Linked DNA regions of Gossypium raimondii: region 1 is linked to region 2. Evidence: chromatin contacts called from public Hi-C data. All regions are on one chromosome and are shown on one strand. Each heading gives the region's core, a stretch centred on a gene start, on an enhancer-like site or on the middle of the called end of the contact. The rest is flanking DNA. Distances are from core to core; before and after follow the strand shown. Region 1 holds the start of LOC105790334 (40S ribosomal protein S13). Region 2 holds the start of LOC105790322 (autophagy-related protein 8f).

Region 1 (6,641 bases), core at 345-2,844, 140 kb after region 2:
TTCAACCAAGATTAACCTAAACTTGGAATCCTTGTCTTTCCTGTTCCGCTCAAGGTGCTTTCTGATGGCTACCGCTTTCTTAATCAGGTGGTACAGATCCTCGGGGATTTCTGGAGCAAGACCTGACAAAACCAAATTGATAAGTCAACTGTTTATCATCACTTATAAGGGAAATGCAACAGCAAAAAATGTCAATGACGTGTACCATGGGCTTTCAATATTCGCAAAATCTTGCTGCCAGTAACACTCTTCACCTGAGCAATGCCATGAGAATCACGGAGAATGACACCAATTTGAGATGGAGTCAAACCCTTCTTTGCAAACTTGTAAATGTTCTCCTCAACCTAAAAGATCAAATCAAGATCAATGAATATTGTCAAAAAAATAGTAAACTTTTCATATGGACAGAATAAACTAAAGTAGGGTACTTTTTTCAACTCCACATCGCATCAATGTAAAACCTATGTTACTCGGATTTGAGAGTAAGTGTCGATATGGGTATGTGATATGCTTACTTTTTTAAAAATTTTCCATATATTTGGAGGATCATACCCTCACATTCATGGCCAAATACGTGTTGAGCAAGAGCACTTCAAGGAAAATAAAGAATCGAATTAACATAATGTAAACCCGGGAAAGAGAGCATTTAGAATGTTAAATGGAAAACTACAAGCAATAGTCTGAGCCTAAGGAAATATCAATTAGTTACTACAAAAACCTCCCATCACTTCAGTGGTAAAATTTATGATCGAAAGTCAAGACAACTTGAGGTTTATTCACAAAATGAACGAGCAGTAACGCCTTAAACTACCAACAAATAAGGTCCAAAGACCATTATCATTCCACATTTGAGAAATATGAAAATCAAAAAATCAAAAAAACAACTAAAAGCCACCTTACTCTAATTCTTCACTTTCCTTGAAGTTCTGCGTCTAATAATACCAATGCCCAACATAGCTTCGGCCATAGATTTTGAATATAGCCATTTCAAACCCACATCCGTATCTAATATCACAGCTAAATCCGAGTAACAAAAGGACTAAATGCACTATCAAACTTAAATATTAACCATCGAGGAATTGCATCACATCTTACGATATTCTCAATCATGACCAATACTTAATCAATGAAATATCCATTAATCAAAAAATAATAAGGTACGTTTCAACCACTAATCTAAACCAAATAGGTTTTAAAAATCGTATATAAAATTAAAGGCACGATAAAAACCAAAGTGACTCACATCTTGAGAAGAGATCTTCAACCAACTAGGAGGAGTTCTCTTGTAAGGCAAAGCGGATGCTGAAATACCCTTACTGCAAAAGAAAAACTCAAATCAGTGACAAAGCAGATAGAAGAGATTCGACCAACGTAATCATAGGTTTGTTTTCAGAGGATAATGAAATCAAGTGTGAGAGGAAAATACAAACCCTCGGCTGTGCATACGACCCATGGTGGCAGAGTTTCGAGCTCGGCTGATTGATTGCTTCTGATAGTGTAATTTGAAATGAGCAAAGAAACCCTAGGATCAAAATTAAGGATGGGGGCTAGGGTTCTTATTCTCCTCTGGTCCTTTGCTAGTGATTTATTGGGCCCTTTTTTCCCCTTTGGTGGTCTAGTTTTCTAGTATTGTTTTTTGTATATATTGGATCAGGCCTTGCTAGTGAATTTGAGAAGGCCGAATTTAAATGCGGTTAAGAAACATTTGGTTTGAAAATAACGGAATAATAACATGAATAGCCCCTAAACTATAGGGTATATTTGAATATGGTACCTGTACTTTTTTTTAATAATCTCATTATAGGTTTTGATCATATCTGCTCTTTTTTTACATGATGCCTAGAATTACTCATAGCCCCTCCCCAACCCATAAATAGAAGGATAATGTGCTTCAGCGCGCTCGAATCCACGTCCTCCTACATTGACAACAATGTCCATACTAATCAAGCTAAAACTCAATCGACTGATACTTGTTGTAATGGCCTAAATTCAAGGTTATCGGAACAGTGGTTTCGTAGCCACAAATTCGATTTAAAGATAAATTTATTTTAATATTTTTGCATGAATATTGATATGATAGGAAAATCGTATGAAAATATAAATAGAAGAATTTTACCGATTTAGTGGTTAGTTAGAAAAAGAAATTATTGAAGAAATTGGGTAAAAACAAGGTATTGAGACCTCGATCTCGTAAAACCGAGTCAAAAATATTTTTATAAATATTTATGAAATGTTAGTAATATGGTATTAAAATTTCGTTAGAAAATTTTAATGTTTGGGTAGTCAATTAAGTAAAAAGGACTAAATTGAAAAATGTGTAAAAGTTACTAGAAAGATTAAATAGCTCAATTGTTAAATGAGGAGGGACATAAATTGCAAATAAGCCCAAAAGAAGATATTTTGGGCGGCATAAGCTGAGAAAAATCAGGAGAATTGGTGAAATAAAGGTAAAATGGGAAAATAACAAATTTTACTAACATAAACATAGGACCAAATTGGAATATCTAGAATTCTCTTCATATTTTCTTCATTATCATCAGTCAAAAAACATCCTAGGGTTTTATTCAAGCTGGTAATTAATTATTTTTTGCACCAAGTGAGTTAATCCTTTCCTTTTTCTTGTAATTTTTGTGTTTCTAAGACTTTTGCAACTAGGTCCTATTACTAAATTCATTAGTTTTGATTTTATGAATGAAATTGAAAGTTTCTATGAATATGTGCTGGAATTTTATGATGAAATAGCATGAAATTGAAGCTTTAATTTGTTTATGAGATGATTTTATTAGGTAATTTCAATAGAAATTGATTTGTAGGACCTAATTGTGAAAAAGTTTGGAATTAAAGTCTAGTGGTAAAATTATGATTTCCAAAGATTATAAAGTAGTTTAAAGTGATAGAATAAAGTGTTAATTGAGAAAAATAAGCTCAATTGAGAGGTTCATTGAGAATGGATGAAATTATCATTTATTGAAAGCTTAGGGGAAAAATGGTAATTAACATCATGCACCAAAACAGTTTTGGACAGCAGCAGTAGTCTAACTTTGAAAAATCACCAAAAATTTTAGAGATCGAATTAGAGAATGAATAAAACATTAAATTAAATCTTATTGAGTCTAGTTTCTTATAAAAGAAACGGTGTAAGCAATGAAATTGTAAATCATGAGATATAATAGATTTTGTGAGATAAAGTTAGAATGAATTCGGGTTCCCCTGTTCTGACTTTGGAAAATCATAAAAAATTGGAGAAAAATAATTAGGAGCTTAAATTTATATTTGTAAATCCTTAATGAGTCTATTTTCAAAAGAAACAAACGAGAACATCATCCAAATTATGTACAATGAGATAATTAATTTTTAGTGAAGAGGGGTTGGAACTGTCAAACAGTGAAATAGGGGAACTTTAAAGAATAAAATGTACTTATTGGATAAACCAAAAATTCTGAAAATTTTATGGTAAGAAGATATGTGAGTCTAGTTTTGGATAAAATTAGCGGATCTTAATTTGGAGTTCCGTAGCTCAAGATATAAATAATTTAGTTACTATGACTCAATGAGACAACTTTGAATACACTAAAAATAATAATGGAATTATAGAGAATGTTACATATGACCATGAAATGTATTAGATTAATGATTAAAATTATTTATTTAGATCTATAAAATTCAAATATGAAGCTAGATCAAGGAAAAGAAAAAGTTCGGGATTAGTAAATTTTTGTTTACGAACAAGTATCGAGGTAAGTTCGTGTAACTTAAATTATATTCTTAAATGCTTGAAATGTTTGTTATTGATGTGAATATGATTTGAATGTTCATTGTACGAAAATTGATGAAACATTGATATATTTGATAAAAAGGGGAAGAAATCCCAGTTGAATGGAAGGAAAATTCGATGGATCTCTTAAAATGAATTGACGGTAAAAAGGATCTAGCCTGGACGGGTGATCCTATCCTGATATAGACCTCCCGAAGAATATGTGGAAGATGGATTTAGCCAGGAAGGGTAATCCAAATTAGGGTCTGAATTTAGCCTGGACTGGTAATTGAGATCCAAGCTCATTAGAGTAATTGTCATTGCAGGGGATTTAGCCTGGACTGGTAATCCCGTTGTAAGGATGAGGTTCGCGGGAGTATGCTCTCTGAAATGGAAATGCGTGCACATGAATATGAATTGACGGAACCAGATTTGTACACTAAAGTGTGCCCCTGAAAATCCATCGAAATTTCGAGAAATTCAACGAGATAAATATAGAAAAATAACAAGGAAATGGAAATCATGGTATTGATGAGCTCATCAATCATGGTATATATTATTGATACATGGAAATTATTGGACTAATTTGAATGTTGAGTTTGTGCATGATAGGGGAATAATGTATTGAAAATATTAGGTAAGTATAATTCTTGTTACATGAACTTACTAAGCACAAAGTGCTTACCCTGTTTCTTTTTCCCCTGTTTTGTAGTGTTAAGAGCTCGAAGGTCGAATTCGGTCAGAGACGTATCACACTATCAACCTCAAGATCTCGGTATATAAAGAAACTTTATTTTGGAAATCAATGGCATGTATAAACTAGTAAAGTAAATGTTAATATGAAATGAATGTATGGTTAGCCATTGGTATGACTAACAAATTTTGGTTTTGGTATGTGATGAGGTTATCTTATGAATACGTTAAATTTATCTTGAAAATATGTTGAAATTGATTGGTTGTGTTGGATTGGTATCGGTTTAAAATTGCAGGGAAGATTAGATATTTATAAAGGAGTTATATTGAGTTCAAAAAAAAAATTTGGGATTTTGCGAAAAATTTCTTATGGTTTCGATTTAATCCCGTTTGGTCCCAATGTATGTTTTGGGCTTTGGAGGCCCATCTAATGGACGTCATGACATGTTTCGATAAATGAATAGTATTTAACTCGTAATAACGAAAAATTTATTCGGTAAAATCTGGTAATGCCTCATACCCTATTTCGACAACGAATACGGGTAGGAGGTATTACACTTGTACTTAAAAATGTTGATTGAGTTTGATTCCGTCAGTATGGGCTTCTTTGGATCATCGTTCACTCCAATGTGGTGAGATTGCAAAGGTAAAAAAAAAAAATCAACTGAAACGCAAAACCACTAGTGGATTTCTTACCTCATTGTAATCTTAAATATTAGTGGGAGTTAAAAACTCTTATTCTTATTTTATTATTTATCTTATTTGATACACACAATATAATTTTAACATATTATTATTTAATATAATTTTTTACTAAAAATAAAAATATTTATAATTTTTATTTATAATTTAGCATAAATATAATTTATATTTATATTTTATTATTTGAGTTAAATATAATTTATAAAATATTTTGATATTCTATTATATACACATTTTAATTTAATATCTTTAACAATCATTTTCTATTACCGATGGTTTTAATCTCATCGTTATAATAATTAATCTTACTTTCACTACTATTTTTAATTTTACTGAAACTAAACGTATCACCTATCTAAATGGGAACTAAATTTCGTAGTTGATTATTATCATGTTTTGATTGAAGAAACTCCTATAGAGTTTGTGATAAAAATGCCAAAAGCTGCCAATTGCACCGTCAGTTGCAATTCATTTTGCATTCAGTGAGAATGGGCAACTTGCCTTATTTGTCGACAAATTTCGACTTATGTATGTTGGTTATGCACTTATAGAAGATTTTTGATTGAGATCATAATTGACGAACTTATTCTACCAAGTAGAGTATTTTTCAAAGAGTCCTACTAATGAAGAGGTATTGATTTTGAATAAGTTAATAGTAAAAGAACATCTCTTTTTATTTCCTTTTTTTTAAACACTTAATTGGCAGAAATTCAATGAGCATTTATCGTCTAACATCGCATTGAAAATGTATTGATGTTAACAATTTAACTTAAATTTAAAAAATTGAAAAGTCTTACAAACAAAAATAGATGGACTAAATTCTAAATGTGTAAAAAGTACATAGACTTAAAGAAAAATTTATCCAAATCTAAATTTCTTTTAAAAATTAAACGGCAACCCGGCACGGCCATGAACGTGGTATTTGTGTATTGCGAGGTCTTAATTATCATTCGTATTTGATAATCCCAGGCAGTCCCCACCTTCTCTCCATTTCCATTTTCAATACATTCCACTGTAATTGCTATCTTCGATCATTTAAAAAGGTAACACAAGGAACTGACAATTCCTTCCCTCGTTAATGGATCCGATTCTCGCAGCCGCGGCACTTTCAGTCGTTCTCGGGGCTGTGATCGCGTTTGTTTTTTTCAAAAGCTACCTTCTGAAGGAAAGATCCAATGTCCAGGCCATTTCGGAGCCCGAGCTTCATTCGGATCCCAAAAAGACCTCAAAGCCTCAGCATGTTCCAAAAAAGTATCATTCGAAGCCTCATTCTCATGCCTCTGACAAGGTGATCTCTCCCCCTCCTTTTTTTTTTTCCTTATTGCTCTCTTTGATTGTGCGTTACAAATTTCGAAACTGATCTAATTTATGAAACTTGAAGTTTTATTTTATTGCTTTTACTTCCATTTATATAAATGTAATCCGAAGAAAAAAGAAACTGAATTTATTAAGCAATTGGCGGTTAGCACCTTGAGTAAGATCACTAAATTCC
Region 2 (6,094 bases), core at 1,861-4,360:
GATCTTAATTTGTTAGGTTCACCAATCTCAGGTCACTTTCATCTGTCTCATTTCCTATTCTGTGATCAAACTCAAACATAATTTATCATAAAAGTTGGTTCGACTATGAAAGTCCTAGAGGGACACACGAGAGAGATAAAAACTTTGCTTAGATAACCTTTGAAATTGCACCTCCACTCATGATGTGAATCACTATAATAAATTATAATCTATTATAACAAAGTTAAAATTTTAATTTAGTTTAAAATAAGTGATTTTTTAATACTCTTAGATAAGATAAGCTTCATTATTGAATTATTGGTTTAGCTCTTAAAACCCAATGAAGGATAAAAAATTGAAATAGAGTTCCCAGTACTTAATTCAAACTATTCATGAACCACATTTAAGCCACGAAATGTTTTAGTTAATCTCTAAAATTCCCCTTCTCTAAAAGAAAAAAAGTAATTGAGTTTAATATATGTAATACGTCTTTGTCTTTGACTTCCATTACGGTACGTTTCGTTATTTTGGTAGGTGATCGACAAAGTTATTCAAAATATTCGGAGTTTTGATGTTTGAACGTCAAACACTCTGCATAGTCATAATTCATTTCATGTTTTCATTTTCTTTGGGTAATAATGGATAAACTACTAAAATGGTTTTTTTTGTTTGACTCAGGTTACATTTTAGTCACTTATGTTTCAAATGTTACGTTTTAGTCATGTTTTCGCGTTGTAACATTTTAGTCACTGAGCCGTTAATGGTCTAACAATATGCTGACGTGGCACATTAAATAATTATTTCATGCGAAAATTTTAAGTTAAATTCTACAATTGATCCTTATATTTTTTTATTTTGAGCAATTTATTTTTTTCTTTTATGTTCTTTTAACTTTTTTCTTTATTTTCCATTCTTTATTTCTTTTAACGTAATTTTTTATGTTTTCCATTCGTTAAAACGAGTCCACAAGCTCGTCTCATTTGAAAAAATTAAATATTTTAAAAAACAAAAGTTTAAGAACTAGTTTTAACAAATGGAAAACATAGAAAAACTACGTTAAAAGAAATAAATAAAGGAGGAAAATAGGGAGAAGCAAAAGATAATGGAAAATAAAGAAAAAAAATATGAAAGTTAAAAGAACATAAAAGAAAAAAATTAAATTGCTCAAAATGAAAAATATGGGAACCTATTGTATAAATTAACATAAAATTTTTGTTTGAAATAATAATTTAACATGCCATGATAGTTTCTTGTTACACCATTAACGGCTTAGTAATTAAAATGTTATAACACTATAATGTAAGTGATTAAAATGTAACATTTTAAATATAAGTTACTAAAATATAACTTAAAGTAAACAAAAGTGATTATTTTAATAGTTTCTTGTTAGAATGTGAATGAGTGCTTAATATTTTCATTTTAAATTCATTAAATCTTGATCTATTATTATTGTTACCTTCTACATTTCCATTTCCGTACGAAACACTCATCTCTTTTAACTCTTGCAAGCAATAATATACCCAACCAAACCCTATCTTTATTTCTATATATCTATAGATATATTAAACTATTGTATCGAAAATTATTAAAATATATTTTAGGCATAATGATTTATTTAGTCCTTTAGTTTTATAAAAACAAAATTTTAGCTATTCATATAATTTTTTTATCTCTTTTAATTTTTGAACTTGTATTTTTTTGTCAAATCACCCTAAAATGAATAGAAAAGTTAAACTTTGCTAATGTGAACATATATGTAGATTACCATGTGAATATCACATTAGCAATTAATTAAATTTTAAAAATCATGAAAAATTCCAAAAAATAGAACATTAAAATTATTTAAAATTTTGTAAAAATAAAAATCTATCTTATAAAGTTTTTAAAAAAATTAAAAATTAAAAATAATTAATTGATTATGTGAGATTCATATAGCTATTTATGTTTATGTTCACGTCAATAAAGTTAATGTTTGCCAACATTTTCATCTATTTTGAGGTGATTTGATTAAAAATAAACACAATGTGTTCAAAGTTTAAAACAAACGAAAAATTATATAGATGACTAAAATGATTTTTTATAAAATTGAAAGGTTGAATAAATCATTATGCTTAAATATGAAATAACAAATATTAATATAATGACATTTTCTGTCTTTTCATGCTTTTTAATAAAATAATACTATAATATAATTTAAACTTTTAATTTAACCATTCAATTAATATTTTAAAGTAAATTTATTATAAATTTATTTTTTACATAATTTTTTCACCCGTGCCATTAAACTAGTTTATATATATAATTTTTTAATATAAATATCGTTTTCAAAATATATATCAAATTCGTAAAGTTAAGCAATCATCTTTGGTTGAATTTGATGTTATAAGTTAAGTATAGATTATAATAAATTAAATACAAATATTTAAATATTCCAATTTTAAAAAAATAATAACCGTTCAAAATTAATACTTATTTAAAGGTTAGCTTTTTCAATTTAAGAAAAAATGTTATTAATTCATATTTTATCAATTTAGTTTTTTAGTTAAATTTGATCCTAACCTTAAATTTAACAATCAAACTTTTAAAAAGGAATTAAAATGATTTTTCGATAATACTAATTAAAATGTTAAAATTTTAAACACGATAATTTACATGACAATTTAGGTGTACTCCATGTTTTATTTTTTGAATTTTTATATTTTTAATATTATATTTTATAATTTTAAATTATTTGTTGACGCGACATATAAGATAAATGATGTTATGTTAGCATAATATGCATATGAACTGTCATGCGTATGGTTAATGTTATAATTTAATATTTTAGTCATCATTTCCGTTAAAAAATTTTTGACTAATTTTTGAGAAGTTAAGAGTTCGATTTTGTTAAAAAAATAAAAGCTAAATCGACAAAAAAAAATATAAACATGGAGGATTGAAATTTTTTCAAATTTATCATTTGCAACCGTAATCATTGAAGTCCTTGCTGAAGACCCGACTCACATGGCCCGACCCGAGTCTAATCACATAAAAGGAACCGCAGGAGAAGCCAGAAGGCCCAAACCTATTATCGTCTTTTCACTTTTATTTATTCATATTTATTTTTAATATTTAAAGACAATAATAGCTTAGCAAGTCTGGATCTCTTCAATTCAGTCTCTTAGTTTTCGTGTTCTTGTTGTTTACTTCTAAGTCTCTTGATTTATCGATTTTATTTTTCATTCAGCTGAAAAGAAAATTTGAAAAAAAAGATTATTATTATTTTTTATTTTTTGCATCTGGATTCTTCAAAATCGAATAACGGTTCGTATGTTCGTATGTTCGTATGTTGAGATTTTAAAATTTTGTTGTCTCGATTTTGAATTTAAGTTCTAGGTTTTTTGAAAAAATAAATCTTTTTCTTTCTTCTTTTTCATGTCTATTTGTTGAAATTGTGTATTTGCTTATTGTGCAGAGATACTCAGCACAATGGCTAAAAGTAGCTTCAAGATCGAGCATGACTTTGGTATTTACTGATATTTGTCTATTAGTATTAGTTTTTGTTATTGATTTAGCTATTTTTTGGTTGGCTTTGTTAATGGCTTCTTGATGTTTAGAGAAAAGGCGCGCTGAGGCTGCAAGAATTAGGGTAAAATACCCAGATAGAATTCCAGTAAGAATCAATCATTAACTATATCTGTTTTATTATTTTTAATTTTTTTTTCTGATGTTAAAATAGTAATTTTGATTGTTCTATCGCTTGTTTGTCCTTGGTTTATGTAGTGCCATGTGTTTTTAACTTTTAAATTTTGTTGAGAATTTCTGTTAGGTATCAGTTTATGTTCCATATTTTAGATCAAATGACAATTTCCATATACCAACTTTAGGGGTTGGACTAGTCTGGCTTGCATTTCCTTGACTTTGTAGTGTAATATTCCACTGTGTTGTTAAGGCGTGTGTGCACCTAGGCTACCTACGATGTTGTGCTTGCAGCATAACGGTAATGATACGTATTGTGTCAATGTCAGTAATATGCTTTGTTTGATGTATGTTCATGGGATCTGGCTCAAGGATTTTAAGCAATTATTTGACAGATGAATTGGCAATACTGTCATTACTGTGTAGACAGGATTGCAGTCCCTTTGTTTGCTATTGGACCATGGTTAAGGCAGGCATCTATTAACATCGTGTGATACTTATTGTGTTGTGATTGCAGCATAGTAATACATGTCGCGTTAATATCAGTAATTTGCTTTGTTTTTAATGTATGTTCGTGAGAAATGGCTTGAGGATTTCAAGCAATAGTTGAATATTTGTATTGGTTGGATTGTCGTTACTTTCTAGACATGATTGAATGAATAGAACGATATCATGTAACAACTTTTTGTTTCGGGAAAACCTGTGCCTGTTTTAAGCTGGTGAAAAGGAAAACTTTTGCTATTTAGGGCATGGCTAAATTAGAACAGCTAATTATGAGGCATTGAATAATTTAAAATCTCAATAAAGATTAAATTCCCTTCAGATACTCTATGCCTCCCTGCTGAGGAGGAGAAAAAGGCCCTTTAAGGAGGAACAAGAAAAGCATGAAACTTGAGCAGTTAAAAGTTTAGAGCGCTCAATGTCTTAATCCTGGAATAAATTACTAATCTTTATATTAAAAGCATATAAGGTTAAATGGAGGCTGCTTGAATTGGTTTATGCATGTTTGGTCCATCTCCTTGCATAGTGCAAAAGAAAAGCTTATGCTTTCTGACCCCAATCTTTCTTATATTGATATTTGCTCATATGCTTTTTAGGTGATTGTGGAGAAGACGAAAGGAAACGACATCCCTAACATTGACAAGAAGAAGTAAGCAACAATTTCATGCCTAGTGCTCAACATCTCCATATTATTAATTTATTAGACACTGGTGATGACATTGATTATATAATTTACAGATACTTAGTACCAGCTGACTTGACAGTGGGTCAGTTTGTCTATGTGATCCGAAAAAGAATCAAATTGAGTGCTGAAAAGGCTATCTTCTTATTTGTGGACAATGTCCTCCCTCCAACTGGTATTTTCCTATGCTAGTTCTTTCTTGGCTTAAAAAAATGTAAAAAGAACTCTTAAGTTTTATAACTATATTTAAGTAACCCTCTCATATTTATTACCCAAATAAGATATTAACATTTGATGTATACCTAAAACAAGCCTTTAACTCAAGGCGATATTTTATTTAAATATTAAGGGCTCAAATCAAAGGATAAAAGTTTTAGTATAATAAAAGCATAGGGGCTTACTTAAAGTTCTGGGACATTTTTTCATCGTCTTCTTTTTCCTATTCAATGTTAAATGCTACACTGTCATTTTTTTTTTCTTTTTACAAATTGATATAAATTTGCAGGAGCAATTATGTCAACCATCTATGATGAAAAGAAGGATGAAGATGGATTTCTGTATGTTACATACAGTGGGGAAAATACATTTGGTTAGTACATCATGCATTGACCTTAATTAATTTCCATGTTAATGTTGTCCCGCGCTTTAAATAATTGATAATTGTGGCATTATTGCATAGTATATATGATCTTTCTGTATTTACATGTATAGTTTCTCTGTATATAGCTTGTCAGCAGACTAAAATGTGAGACCAATGAGCAATTTAAAATTCTTGTGTGTTATATTCCTGAACTTGGCATTGTCAGTTTTCATGCAACAAAAAAAAAAAAAAAAAGTCACTAATGGAGAAAATAAAGTATCAGATCTGAAATTTCAACTTACCAAGGAGTAGATACAGAAATCTCCAAATAAAATTTTGTGATTTAGATGATGGTAGATGTATGTATATTTGTTGGTTCATAACTTCATGTTGTTGATTTGATTCACTGCTTTATCAGAGCTTCACGATGTGTAGTGTATCTCGTGGGGTTTGAATACAGTGATACAGTAAATTTGAGCTAAATCATCAAATGAATAACTTGAGAGAGCATTTACTCATACATATTCAATACTACCTTACTTGTGGTAGGCGTATTATATTTTTAATTGATTTTAGTCAACAATAAATTAATTTCATTTGATAGTTTTTGATTAATCAAACGGCTTATTTTGAGTTTCTCATTCTTTTAATTTCATATAACAAACTATTGTAAT

What was found. A called contact is a pair of places that touch in the nucleus more often than the background predicts.
Region 1: a Hi-C map of leaf shows a contact between it and region 2, with 2.4 times the contacts expected there. The contact joins the promoter of LOC105790334 here to the promoter of LOC105790322 in region 2. A contact is called at or near these places in 2 of 2 Hi-C or Micro-C datasets (both in leaf).

Annotation. Positions count from the first base shown.
Region 1 is chr8:3,487,776-3,494,416 of ASM2569854v1, forward strand. It overlaps LOC105790334 (40S ribosomal protein S13), which reads right to left and starts at 1,595. Exons shown (of 5, transcript XM_012617890.2): 1 at 1,431-1,595; 2 at 1,244-1,316; 3 at 206-344; 4 at 1-122. The coding sequence starts at 1,453. LOC105790335 reads left to right here and starts at 6,080. Exons shown (of 10, transcript XM_012617891.2): 1 at 6,080-6,437. The coding sequence starts at 6,228.
Region 2 is chr8:3,350,271-3,356,364 of ASM2569854v1, forward strand. LOC105790322 (autophagy-related protein 8f) reads left to right here and starts at 3,111. Exons shown (of 6, transcript XM_052634163.1): 1 at 3,111-3,282; 2 at 3,434-3,484; 3 at 3,576-3,631; 4 at 4,755-4,807; 5 at 4,897-5,015; 6 at 5,346-5,622. The coding sequence starts at 3,448. The coding sequence ends at 5,434.